Linked DNA regions of Mus musculus: regions 2 and 3 are each linked to region 1. A link is a contact called in public HiChIP or PLAC-seq data. All regions are on one chromosome and are shown on one strand. Each heading gives the region's core, a stretch centred on a gene start, on an enhancer-like site or on the middle of the called end of the contact. The rest is flanking DNA. Distances are from core to core; before and after follow the strand shown.

The links. HiChIP or PLAC-seq counts read pairs in DNA pulled down with a chosen protein or histone mark.
Region 2: a contact with region 1 is called in an H3K4me3 HiChIP or PLAC-seq map of bone marrow-derived macrophages, with 5 times the contacts expected there. The contact joins the promoter of Selenoh here to the promoter of Fam171b in region 1. A contact is called at or near these places in 3 of 39 promoter capture datasets (the C10 cell line, hippocampal neurons and neural stem cells), 1 of 484 Hi-C or Micro-C datasets (embryonic stem cells), 5 of 115 datasets of contacts at active chromatin or transcription factors (astrocytes, bone marrow-derived macrophages, large pre-B cells and 1 more) and 2 of 9 other capture datasets (liver and pancreatic islet).
Region 3: an H3K27ac HiChIP or PLAC-seq map of microglia shows a contact between it and region 1, with 8 times the contacts expected there. The contact joins the promoter of Ypel4 here to the promoter of Fam171b in region 1. A contact is called at or near these places in 4 of 39 promoter capture datasets (cranial neural crest, hippocampal neurons, liver and 1 more), 3 of 115 datasets of contacts at active chromatin or transcription factors (embryonic forebrain, fibro-adipogenic progenitors and microglia) and 1 of 9 other capture datasets (liver).

The regions. Positions count from the first base shown.
Region 1 is chr2:83,810,754-83,814,646 of GRCm38.p6, reverse strand. It overlaps Fam171b (family with sequence similarity 171, member B), which reads right to left and starts at 2,035. Exons shown (of 8, transcript NM_175514.3): 1 at 1,670-2,035. The coding sequence starts at 1,898.
Region 2 is chr2:84,669,334-84,672,854 of GRCm38.p6, reverse strand. Selenoh (selenoprotein H) reads left to right here and starts at 2,147. Exons shown (of 4, transcript NM_001033166.3): 1 at 2,147-2,372; 2 at 2,465-2,610; 3 at 2,739-2,868; 4 at 3,458-3,521. The coding sequence starts at 2,269. The coding sequence ends at 2,839. Tmx2 (thioredoxin-related transmembrane protein 2) reads left to right here. Exons shown (of 9, transcript NM_025868.4): 9 at 323-1,544. The coding sequence ends at 466.
Region 3 is chr2:84,732,807-84,736,708 of GRCm38.p6, reverse strand. Ypel4 (yippee like 4) reads right to left here and starts at 2,505. Exons shown (of 5, transcript NM_001005342.2): 1 at 2,416-2,505; 2 at 1-70.

The DNA.
Region 1 (3,893 bases), core at 786-3,285:
TTTCACTTTCATCCTAAATACAAAAGTTTCACATTATTGCAGTTATTCATAATGCCCAGGAGAACTCATAATGCCGTGGTAACCAAACCCATTTCGCTCCTGTAAGACAAAATATATCAGAAACCATGAAACTCACCCACACTCTCCCAGACTCCCATTACACTGATCATGCAAGAAATCACTCTTGCTATGAAAACACAATCTCCAGCTTTAACATAAGCCTCATGCACTCCACGGCACTAACACTTCCGGGTACTAAAAACCCAGTAAGAACCAAAGAACTGCATACCTTTCCATTGTAACCACCTTTGAGTGCTATTAATCGGTTTAAGGGGGTAGGGGGGGTGTCAGAAATGCATGCCTTCCCCTGTGCACTTTGGTGATTTCATCCCATGCTCAAAGCACTCCAAGAAATTAAATCATCCCGGCTGTGTCATGAATCACAGCTGGCATGCCTCCGAACTGCTCTCCGATGATGAGCAAGCAAGATAATCTAAGACGCTGATTCCACTCTACAGAATTTCATTTTTAGCATCTTCTATAATGCTGCTAGGCAGATTTTAAAACAAAAATATCAGTGTTATAACACTCACTCATCTAGGGTTTGTGAAACCTCAGCCCACTACCCAGAAAATTGGTGGGGTTTTGTTGTTGTTGTTGTGTTTTGTTTTCATTTTTTAAAAAGCCCCCCCCTTTTTTCCCCCAAAGCCCAGACAGAATTTAAAATGTAAAAGGTAACTAAGTGGATTGTGGGCTGGGTAAAAGCTATTTAAACGGATAACCCAGCTCTTTGCTCTTCGGAGAGCTTTACCTGAGGGAGAGGGAAACAGAAAATAGAGGACTGTGATGGTCATATAAATTACACCCGTATCTCATCACCCTTTACCGAATGAGTCAAGAGATGGCTCATTTAAGTTCCACTACAAGGAGATTCCCCTCAGGGGGAGGGGCTGGTTATGCTACCCAAACACCACTCCAAGCTACCTGTCTCCCTCCCACATCCCTTCCTTCAACTACAAACTCCTGTTTCATTTTTTTTTCTTTCATCTTATTGTAGCAAATGCATTTTTTCCCTGTTTTTGCAAGCCGCCTTGGATCTTTCCTGGGGTAAGAAGAGAAATATAAAGAAATAGAGATCCCGCCCCCCCCCCCACTTCCCCGGTTCTAAATTTAAATACAGCAGGCAGGGAGAAACAGTGCAAACGCTGTGTGGGTGTACATGGCAAGACGGTTTGCTCAGTATCTAGGAGAGGATAGAGAAGAGAATGCTAAAGGGATTTGAGAGCGTGTGTGTGTGTGTGTGTGTGTGTGTATGTGTGTGTGTGTGTGTGTGTGTGTGTGTGTGTGTGTGTGTGTGTGTAGAAAGAAGAGGGAAAATAAGATTAGTGGAATAGTGGAAACAGGCACCCATCTTGACCATCCTTACCGTCCACCCCCACCCCACCCCCAGCCCCCGACCCTTCTGAAGCCCACTGCAGTGCTCTGCGGGAAAGATTTCCCACCCGAGCAAAGAGCTAAAGGCCGAACGGGCAACCTGGGAAGACGCGAAGGAATTGAGACCAGCAAAGATAGGCTAAGCGGAGACGAGAAAGGAGCTAAGAATCCCGGGAAGCCTGATGCGATCGCTGGCACAGAAGAAGTAAAGCAGGGCTGGGCTACCGAGACGTACCTGGAGCCACCAAAGTAGAGGATGCCCCAGGCACCTCCGGCCTCCCCTCCTCTGCCTCCTCCCGCTGCTTTTGCTCTTGCAGCTGCTGCTGCTGCTGCTGCTGGATGAGGCTGAGGTCGGAGCGACTGAGTTCGGCTCTAGCGGCCGCGGGGACCAGCCGCGCCTTCAGCAGCACAGCGGCCAGGCCGAGGAGCAGGGCGCAGGGGACGCGACGGCAGAGCCTCGCCATGGCGAAGAGCCAGGGAGCCACGGAGGCATATTGCGGGGCTGCGGGAGGCGGCGGGCGCCAGGGCTGCGGAACCCGGCCGCGCCCGCTCGCTCGCTCCCCCTCGCGCCGTCTGCGGTGCACAGCCTCGGCAGGAGGAGGAGGAGCGGGCCGGCAAGAGGATGGCGAGCCCGCTTTCGCATCCTCGCGCACGTGACCGCCGGGAGGGGCGAGCGGGGGCCTGGGCCCTGTGGCTACCCAGCAAGTGCTCTGCAAGGTGATGCTGGTGCCCAGGCGTTTAGCTAGGCGGAGATTAACAGGAAAGAGTTTCTGGCCCTTAATCTTTACCGAGGCAGCAGGAAAATGTAGAGTGGAATAAAATTCCTTCCACTAGACACCGAGGTAGAAAAAGGTGGCACATTAATTTCCTTCTAAAGCAATCAGACAACTGTGGTTCAAAAGCCAGGTTCCTTTAACGGAATAGTCTCTGCTGTCCCTTGGCCCACTTACAAGATAAACTGATATTCTCCAGGCTTTTTTTTTTTTTTTTTCTGCTTAAATGAGAATTTCTTTCTTCATCATAAATTATTCCTAATTACACCTTTTCTATTTGTAACCTATACTTTCCATGTGTTTGGAGGGTTTTTTAATTTGTTTTGTTTTTTAATGTCTTGCTAGATATGGTGGCTCACACCTTTAATTTTTAGCACTCAGGAGGTAGAGGCAGGCAAGTATTAGTAATTTGAGACCAACTTTGTTCTACATAGGGAGTTCTAGGACAGCCAGGGACTATAGAGAAAGACCCTGTCTCAAGACAAACAAACAATCAAACAAACAAATAAAAGTCTTATTTAACAAATAATAAACTAGGAGTTCTCTGTGCGTTTTAATCAGGAGCTTAGAATAAGTAAAATAGAATCCCTTCGTTCCAAATACTTACTGCCTGTTAGGGCAAGGCAATAAATATATAAGCAAAATATAGTCCACAGTGGTGGTTGCAACTGAAGAAGCAGTACAGGCATTTAGAGCTTACACAGAGTTGAAAGAAATTAAGTAAAGTCTGTGAAAGACACCGGGGAAGGTAGTCTGCACAAAATAAAAATTCACACAGAAATAGTAGATACCAAGTCGTCGAAAAACTGGAAGTGCGTTTGTGTGTGTGTGTGTGTGTGTGTGTGTGTGTGTGTGAGAGAGAGAGAGAGAGAGAGAGAGAGAGAGAGAGAGAGAGAGGCATAAAAGCATAATGTATTGGGAAAGTTTAAGCTGGGAAAGCAGTTACCAGAGGACTTATCCTTTTCTACAGTGAGTGCAGACTATTAAACTGTTTAAAAATAACTAGCAGACACTTGTGCTTACTGTGTGAGGCACTGTTCTGGCATCTCACAGATGGCAAATGCAGCAACCTTGGATGCTATATAAGCAAGCAGAAATCTACACTAAAGACCATTCTGGAGGTTGATTGGGAGAGAGATACCTACCAACCATGCTTTTAATTTTCTTTTTTGAGGGTCACTTTGCTATCAGCATGAAAGACAGATTGGAGAAGGGAAGGCAGGGAAGAGAGATGGACACATTTGAGACATTTGTGATAAAACAAAATCAAATAACAAAAAATGAGAAGTGACAAAATGCATGATCCTAAAAACAAGAGGAAAGACAGGGGAAATTGGTATTTAAGGTTGGAGTCAGCAGAGATAGATGGTTGATGGAAGTTGATGGTGACGAGGTAGGCTATGTCTGACTGGAGGTCTCAGTTGCCTGATTGAGATCTTAGGTGGCTTATGACATTATCAAGATCAGCTGTCGGAACTGATTAAAGGATAAAGCTACACTGAAGGGCCTCGGCTTTAACAAACTGGAGTGTTTTGTATTTGGAGTGCACGAGGGAAGTTCTACACATAATCTGTCTCATCTGGCTGCACGGCACTCTTCACCTTTTTAAAGCTGGCAGAACATTTGAGCTGCCTTTCTTCTCCCTGCCCTTCTCATTCTTAAGGTTGTCCCTCCCAGTGTTCCCAT
Region 2 (3,521 bases), core at 898-3,397, 860 kb before region 1:
GCTAATGCTGAGGAAAAATGATAAAGACTTGGTCTGTGAAGTGCCTGTATTCATTCTGTAGCCAATTAGGTTCCTCATCGCTAAACTTGAGTAAGTGGGAGGCAGTACCACCTGGCTCATATTGCTTTACAGTTGCAGGTAGATAGAATTCTTGGCACAATAACTGGCCTCTAGTGAACACTTAAGTATCAGAAAAGAGGTAGGTTAGGGCAGGTCGCTGCCCTCTGACTTACAGGTTGTGCTTAGTTAAATACTTCCTGCTCCTGCTCTCTGAACTTTACCTTCTCACCCAGCCGTTGATGTGTTCATCTCTTTTGCATAGGAGAATGTGATTCGAGAATTCAACTTGAATGAGCTATACCAACGAGCCAAGAAGCACTCAAAGGGTGGAGACATGTCAGAAGAGAAGCCTGTGGACCCTGCTCCCACTACTGTGCCAGATGGGGAAAACAAGAAGGACAAATAGGATCCTGCATTGTTTTTGCTTCCTCTCCTGTCAATTTCAGGAACCTTTGAGGCCCAGTTCCAGCTATAACCACAATCCTTGCCTGAGGCCTTTTGATTTCTGTTTGGCTGTGCCTGGGTAGGGGCACTGTGCCTGCTTCTGATTTTGAAAGAAGCATCCTGGAAACCATGAAGTATTCTACTATGAAGGGCGCATCTGCCCTGGTCAGCTGTTTCTCGAAGGGAGTGATCTTATCGATAGAGGTAGAAATGGTTTCCCTCCAAGGTTGGGTCAATGTGTAAATTGCTATTCAACACTTGGATATTACCAGTCTGTGGTTTAATTATTCCTCCTAGTGAGCTTGCAAAGCATAGACTAAATTAAACCCTAATGTTAGATGTCAGTATAAAGCCCTTAGAATTTTTCCTCAAGGACCCCTTCTTCCTTTAGGCCTTTCTGTCTTGATCTGTGCATTAAGAAATTTAAGTTTGGGGCTGGAGAAATGGCCCATCGATTAAGAAAGAGCACTGGTGGCTGCTTTTCCAGAGATCCTGAGTTCAATTCCCAGCAACCACATGATGGTTCATAATGGGATCTGATGCCCTCTTCTGGCATGCAGGCAGAATACTATATATAGTAAGTAAATCGTAAAGAGAAAGGAATTTAAGGGGTTGGAGAGATGACTCAGTGGCTAAGAGAATTGGCTGTTCTTCCAGAGGACCCAGGTTTGATTCCTAGCAGCACATAGAGGCTAAACCACCTGTAACTCTAGTCTCAGGGGCTCCAACATCCGCCCTTGACCTTGGCTGGCACTGTATGCATGTAGTGCACAAACACGTGACGGAGGAACACATAAAAGGCTTGTATGTGTTATCATTTAAGGTCACTGTTCCCAATTAAAAGCCTTCAACCATGATTTTCATCATTGGAAATAGAATTGAATGGCCACCCTGTGTTGTGGGAACTGAGAAGGGCAATATAAACCTGAGAGGTTCCTTTGTGTGGTGGGGCCTGAAGAAGAAAGCCCCACGGCTGGACAGCTGTTCTCTCCTCCTATCCCACCGCTTCCCCTAATAAAGGGACTGTTCTTTTGATTGCCTTGCTGTTTTTCCTTTACTAGTGGGCAGCTGCCGGGGGACTGCTTTTTTTGTTTGTTTGTTTGTTTTTTTAATCCTAAAATTGAATATCAAACCCAGGGACTCTAAAAGCCAAACACCTCTAGACCTCAACTTCCTTTTTAAGGTTGTGGATGAGGGCCTTGATCAGTTGGAGAAATGAACCCTAACTCACCATCCTCTTGATTTCACCTGGGTGTCTGAGAAGATAGGCACCAGCTACAGCGTCTGGATTGTAAATGGCTCGGGTTCAAATACACTTAACCGGTCCGTTTTTGTTTCACCGCATGGAGATGTGGAGTAACAATGTCGGTGCGAATTAGAATTCTGTAGTCTATGTACAAACGCCCTGGAAATGTGGAGTAGACTTCCCTGAGATTGGTCTGGGGATCCTTGGGTAGGAGGTATAGATACCGAAAACCCCCAGCCAAAGGAGGCTTTCAAGACTCCTCCGTCTCCGCCCAAGACAGACCCCCTCAGTGCTGTACAATGTTGGTTTGATCCGGATTTCCGCGCCGACTCCCTTTTGATAGCGTAGTTGGGCTTGAAGGGCCCGCCTTCAGATCACGTGTCCTTCCCCCCACCCCCGCACATTTCCCTTTGCTGCGAGATTTGAACTTTGCATCTGTGATTCCCGGCTGCTGGTTTGTCTCTCCGGAGTTGCATCGCCCCTTATTCCACCAACGCGCCATCCCCGAAATCCGTGCCATGGCCCCCCACGGAAGAAAGCGTAAGGCGGGGGCCGCGCCTATGGAGACGGTGGACAAGCGCGAGAAACTGGCGGAGGGCGCGACCGTGGTCATTGAGCATTGGTGAGGGGTTGGGGAGTCGAGGAGGGCGGGAAAGAGTTGGCTCTGGCGGCTGAGACCAGAGAGACCCCATTTGCAATCGCTTGTGTCTGTAGTACGAGCTGACGCGTGTACGGCCGCCATGCTGCTGCCTTGAGCCAGGCTCTGCAACTGGAGGCCCCAGAGCTACCTGTGCAAGTGAACCCGTCCAAACCGCGGAGGGGCAGCTTCGAGGTGACGCTGCTGCGCTCGGACAACAGCCGTGAGTGGAGGCCGCGATGGGGGGTGGGTGGGGGTGGGGCGAGAAGCGACTCCCGGCCACCTGATAACTGAGGGGAGGGGGTACCAATGAGTACCACCATAATTTGGCTTTATCCCATCCTTTCCCAGGTGTTGAACTCTGGACTGGTATTAAGAAGGGCCCTCCACGAAAGCTCAAATTTCCTGAGCCTCAAGAGGTGGTTGAAGAATTGAAGAAGTACCTTTCATAAAGAGGTTGGGAAAGAGTCCTCATGTTGAGGTTTGCATCGTGACCAGGGCATGCACACTGGGATAGACAGGGAACGTCTCCTTACCATTTCGGTGTATTTTTCATGGGATTTGGGATTTTCGAAGAGGAGCTAAATTGTAGAACTCCTGCTGATAACACTCCCGACCCCCAAACAAATCTAAGAGCCATTTGTACTCTCTTGAGTTAGTTAAGTCTTAGCCTGAGGGCACAGGCAAGTTTTGTTTGCTAATTCAGTTTTCCACCTCTGGTGTTATTTTAATTCTATGAGTCTATTGCAAATCAATAAATTCAATAAAGTGTGGCTTACTTGTAGTTAAGGTTTTTCTCCCTTGTATTGACAGCCTCTTTGCTGTTACTTCACTTTACCTGGCTTTTCTGTGTTTTGTTAGTAATCTGAGATAAGATAGCCTCAACCCATCCCGCTCGTACCCCCACTTCTTGGTTACATGGATTTTATTTTTGTCCCGTGTTTCATGCATGTTGACTGATCACTGATGGAAGGTGAAGTTAATGAGCTCCAGAGTTGTAGGTGGGGATGGGCTTGTCTCCTGGTCCTTGTGATGGAACCCTACTCTGATGTTCCCTTCTCTGTTTGCAGCTTTCAGTCCCTGGAGATGTTGAAGCATTTATGATGGTGCATGGCCAAACTTAAGCTATGCACC
Region 3 (3,902 bases), core at 1,256-3,755, 920 kb before region 1:
GTAGCAGTGTGGGGGGGCTGCCCTGCCAGGGCCCCCCCCAGACGAGAACCAGATAGAAATGGGAAGTCACCTGGCAAGAGAAGAAGATGCATCAGCGGAGGTAGGACTTCACAAGGAGACGCTTTTGATTGGCTAGAGAAGATGGGGCTCAGTTCATCTGCACCGTCCCCATCACCACCAGCCCTCAGCCTCTCGTTGCACTTTCTGTCCCCTAGAGTCCCATTCTGTTCTGGCAGCGGTTCCAGGCGTCTTGTGCCATGGCCAGGGATTTGGTACCTTTCTCTCTCCAGAGACAGTAGCAGCCTCTAGCATTTTCCATTGAGAGCTGCCTCCTGGCACAGACACTGCCTTGAGTGCAACATCACCTGCAGAGGCCCACCTTGTGTCCAGTTCTGTGAGGAACTGCACCCTAATGGGAGGAGATCGGAACCTTTTTAAGAGTCAGGTCTTCCTGGAAGTTGGATTTGTTTGTTTAGCTTGTTTGTTTTTTCTGTCTCAAGGCCTCCATTTGCAATACAATTTGCCCATATTTTGGGAAGGAAGGAAAGAGGGACAGGCAGATGGGTACACACAGTCTGTTTCGGCACTCGCCTGCGGTTGAGTCCTGCGCCCTGGAACTCCATAGAACTTGGTAGCTTCTTCAGTATTGAAGACCTTAACCCTGGGTGTTCCTCAATCCTGCATCCTGGGATGATACAGCTCCCAGACTAGAGGGAGCACTTGCTGTCTTCCTAGCATCTGGTCCTCTGGTCTCATTACTTACTTACCGTTGCCTTAGCTCTGAGTTAAAGACAAGCACCTAGCCCTAGGAGGAGAATTATCTTTCTTCCAGCAAGTCTGACAGCTAGGCCCGTGGAAAGTAGGCAGCACATCAGAAGCCAGGCTTCTGGGCTGTGTGCTATAGAGTGAGAGCAACCTTAATAGGAGACAACAGGGTAAGGGGACACCTTATTTTTAAAAGCTGGGCTTTAGGGCACAAGGCAGAAAACATTTCTCCTCCCAGGAGCTAGAGCAAATGCCAGTGCCAGGACAGCAACAGTGAGATAATTGCGGGGATAAGAATCCTGAGACGCTGGGATCTGCTCACACTCCAGTCCCAAAGTAGCTGAGTGCACTGCAGGCAGAGGATAAGGAGGGAAGTGTCTTCTGTTAACTCCGATAAGCAGGTGATGTGCCTCTGCCTCTCTAGTGGAGCATCCTGCAGCTGTAGGTGGGGTGGCCTGTGTCTCCTTCAGAGATGCCCGCTAAGTGCTCTCGTGATGCTAGACCACCAAGCAGAGGAGGCAGCACAGCTTCAGTTACCCACATAAACAGTCTGTTCTCCTGTCCTCCATGGTGGCCATGAGCACCCGATTCTTCTACTGTCTCGAAGGGCTGTCATGCAGTCTCCACAAATCCCCCTGGGTGAGACCATCTTCAGTTTTTGGTCCTCTACTGTTGTCTTGAGTCCCAGGAAGACACCTTGGGCTTAGTTCAGGGTGACATTGTATTCTGGCCCTTCTTGCTACAGTTCAGCATCACTTCCATGATCTTCCTTCAAGTTTGCCTGTAGTTCACCTCAAGGTGCCACCTTGAAACACCTACTTCAAGGGACCAGGAGATGCCAGGTTTGCCCCCTCCCGCTATCTTCTTCCCTAGCCCTGTCCTTCTGTCACTGTCACGCCTCCCTCCCTGTCCCTTTCTGCTTCTCTGTCCAGCAGAGGAGAAGCTGCAAAGGACAAAAAAATAAAATTAAATTAAAAAATCATAAAAAGGAGAGTTGGGGTCACTTCTCCCATTTCTGCCCTCTCTCGTCATGGGGTGAAGCAAATCGGGGAAATTACTGAGGTCAGAAAACAAAACAAAGGTGAGTGCTGGGAAGAGGACGAGTCCCTGAAGCTGAGATGAGGCTGGACTGTGGGAGGTGGGGGGAGCAGAAGGGCTTGTGCCTGGGAAGACTGGCAACTGAGAGCCTAAGTGACAAGGCAGAGACAGGTGGAACCAGGTGCGAATCCAGTGCCTCTCAGGGAATAAAAAGGGGAGGGGGACTTGTGCTCACAACGGATGTATTCAATTGCTTTGAGTTTTCGCCTCCCCCTGGACCAGGCATTTTCAGTATGGTATGGTCCGAATAATTAGCAGAGCAGCCAGCTCCCAGGGCTGACTCTGGGGGTCTGCACCGGTAGCAAAAACAATAAACAGTGATGTCTGATGCCGCAGCCAAAGTTGCCGGGAAATAAGTGCGAGAGAATCGTCAGAGCTTGGGGAAGGATGGAGGAGCTGAGAGAGAGGAGGGAGCGGAGGCAGCAGGGAGGGGGAAGGGAGGACAAAGGGTGGATGAATAATGCTTTTGCAAAGGAGAGAAAGCAACACACAGCAGGAAGAGGTAATTTGCGAAGGGGAAAAATTGATTTGGAGAAGGGCTGCCCCCCTCACCTTGAGGTCTGCTCCAGAGATCTCCGTCTATCTCTTTCAATCTCTCTGTTCACTCTTCTCTCTTCTCTGTTGGTTCCTTCAATTGGGAAGGGGATGGGATTGGGGGAGGGTAGTTGAGGGGCTGAGGTCTGGGACTGCAGGCTGGACAGCTGCTGGGGGGCAGAGGTTGCCTCTTGCTCTGTACCTCGGTCTGTGGGTAAATGTGGCTGTGTGTTGTGGAACTGCATCATAACACTGTGAGTCATCCAACCCCCCACCCCCCTCACCTCCCACGTCAGAGCAGGGCTGGGAGACACAGGAGGCGGGTTGAGAGGGAGGGAGGGGGCAGGCATCAAGGGACCAGGCTAGAGGGGTGATGTTAGGGAGTGGGGGCAGAGAGATGGCTGGCATAGGGGTGTCGATGTAGGTGGTAAGGAAAAGGAGAAATAGGTTGTTAAGGAGCAAGGCTGTGTGACCAAGGAAACGGAACCCGAAGAAGGGCAGGGATGGAGTGAGGGTGGCAGGGAGGGAGCAAGGATGGTGAAGTGAGGTGGATCTAGAGAGAGCCAGGAAGTACACTCGCACTCAACATGATACATTTCCACTTCAACTCTGACATCAGCTCTGATGCAGGGTAAGGTAAAGAAGGATATATTAATTGTCATGGTTGACAAACCAGGCTCTCAAATGTGTTCAGTACTGAGTACTTGGAAGCTTTAATGTCCATTTCATGGCCCCAAAGAAGCCATAGGTCAAATATGACATCTTAAACCCAGGAACCTCTTATCAACTCCCTCCAAACGGTTTGTGCTGCCAATGGAGACACCTATGTGACATGAGGTTCTTAACAGAGCTGTGAACTTTCAGATCCTCAGGGGAACTTCACTCTGCATCCCAAGACTGCAGTGTCTATTGCAAAGTCCAGCATGCTGAAGATATTTGCAAAATAGTTGTTTGCTTTCATCTTCAGACAAGGGCTATGTGTCTGGCTTTGATATCCAAGACACCGGTGTTGAAATCTTAGCTTTGCCAATTATTCACCAGGAACCCTGGGCAAATGACTAATCCTCCTGCACTATACAATTCCTCTTCTGACCAGTGAAGCTAATTCTATTTACCTCCAGAAGAAGTGACTATGTGAGACAGCTTGTAAATTTCCAAAGTGCCTGACATATGATAGGCACTAAGTAAAGAGTAATGAAATTTTAGGTTGTTCCCTCCTTTTGTACTTAACTTTTTTTTGGGGGGGGGTGGTGTTCGAGACAGGGTTTCTCTGTATAGCCCTGGCTGTCCTGGAACTCATTTTGTAGACCAGGCTGGCCTCGAACTCAGAAATCTGCCTGCCTTTGCCTCCTGAGTGCTGGGATTAAAGGCGTGCACCACCACGCCTGGCCTGTACTTAACTTTTAAAATTAGCATTCTAAATTGAATTTTGTTATGGGTTAGTGTTATTTTTATTTTTTTAAGATTTGTTTACTTTATGTATACGAGTACACTGTAGCTGTCTT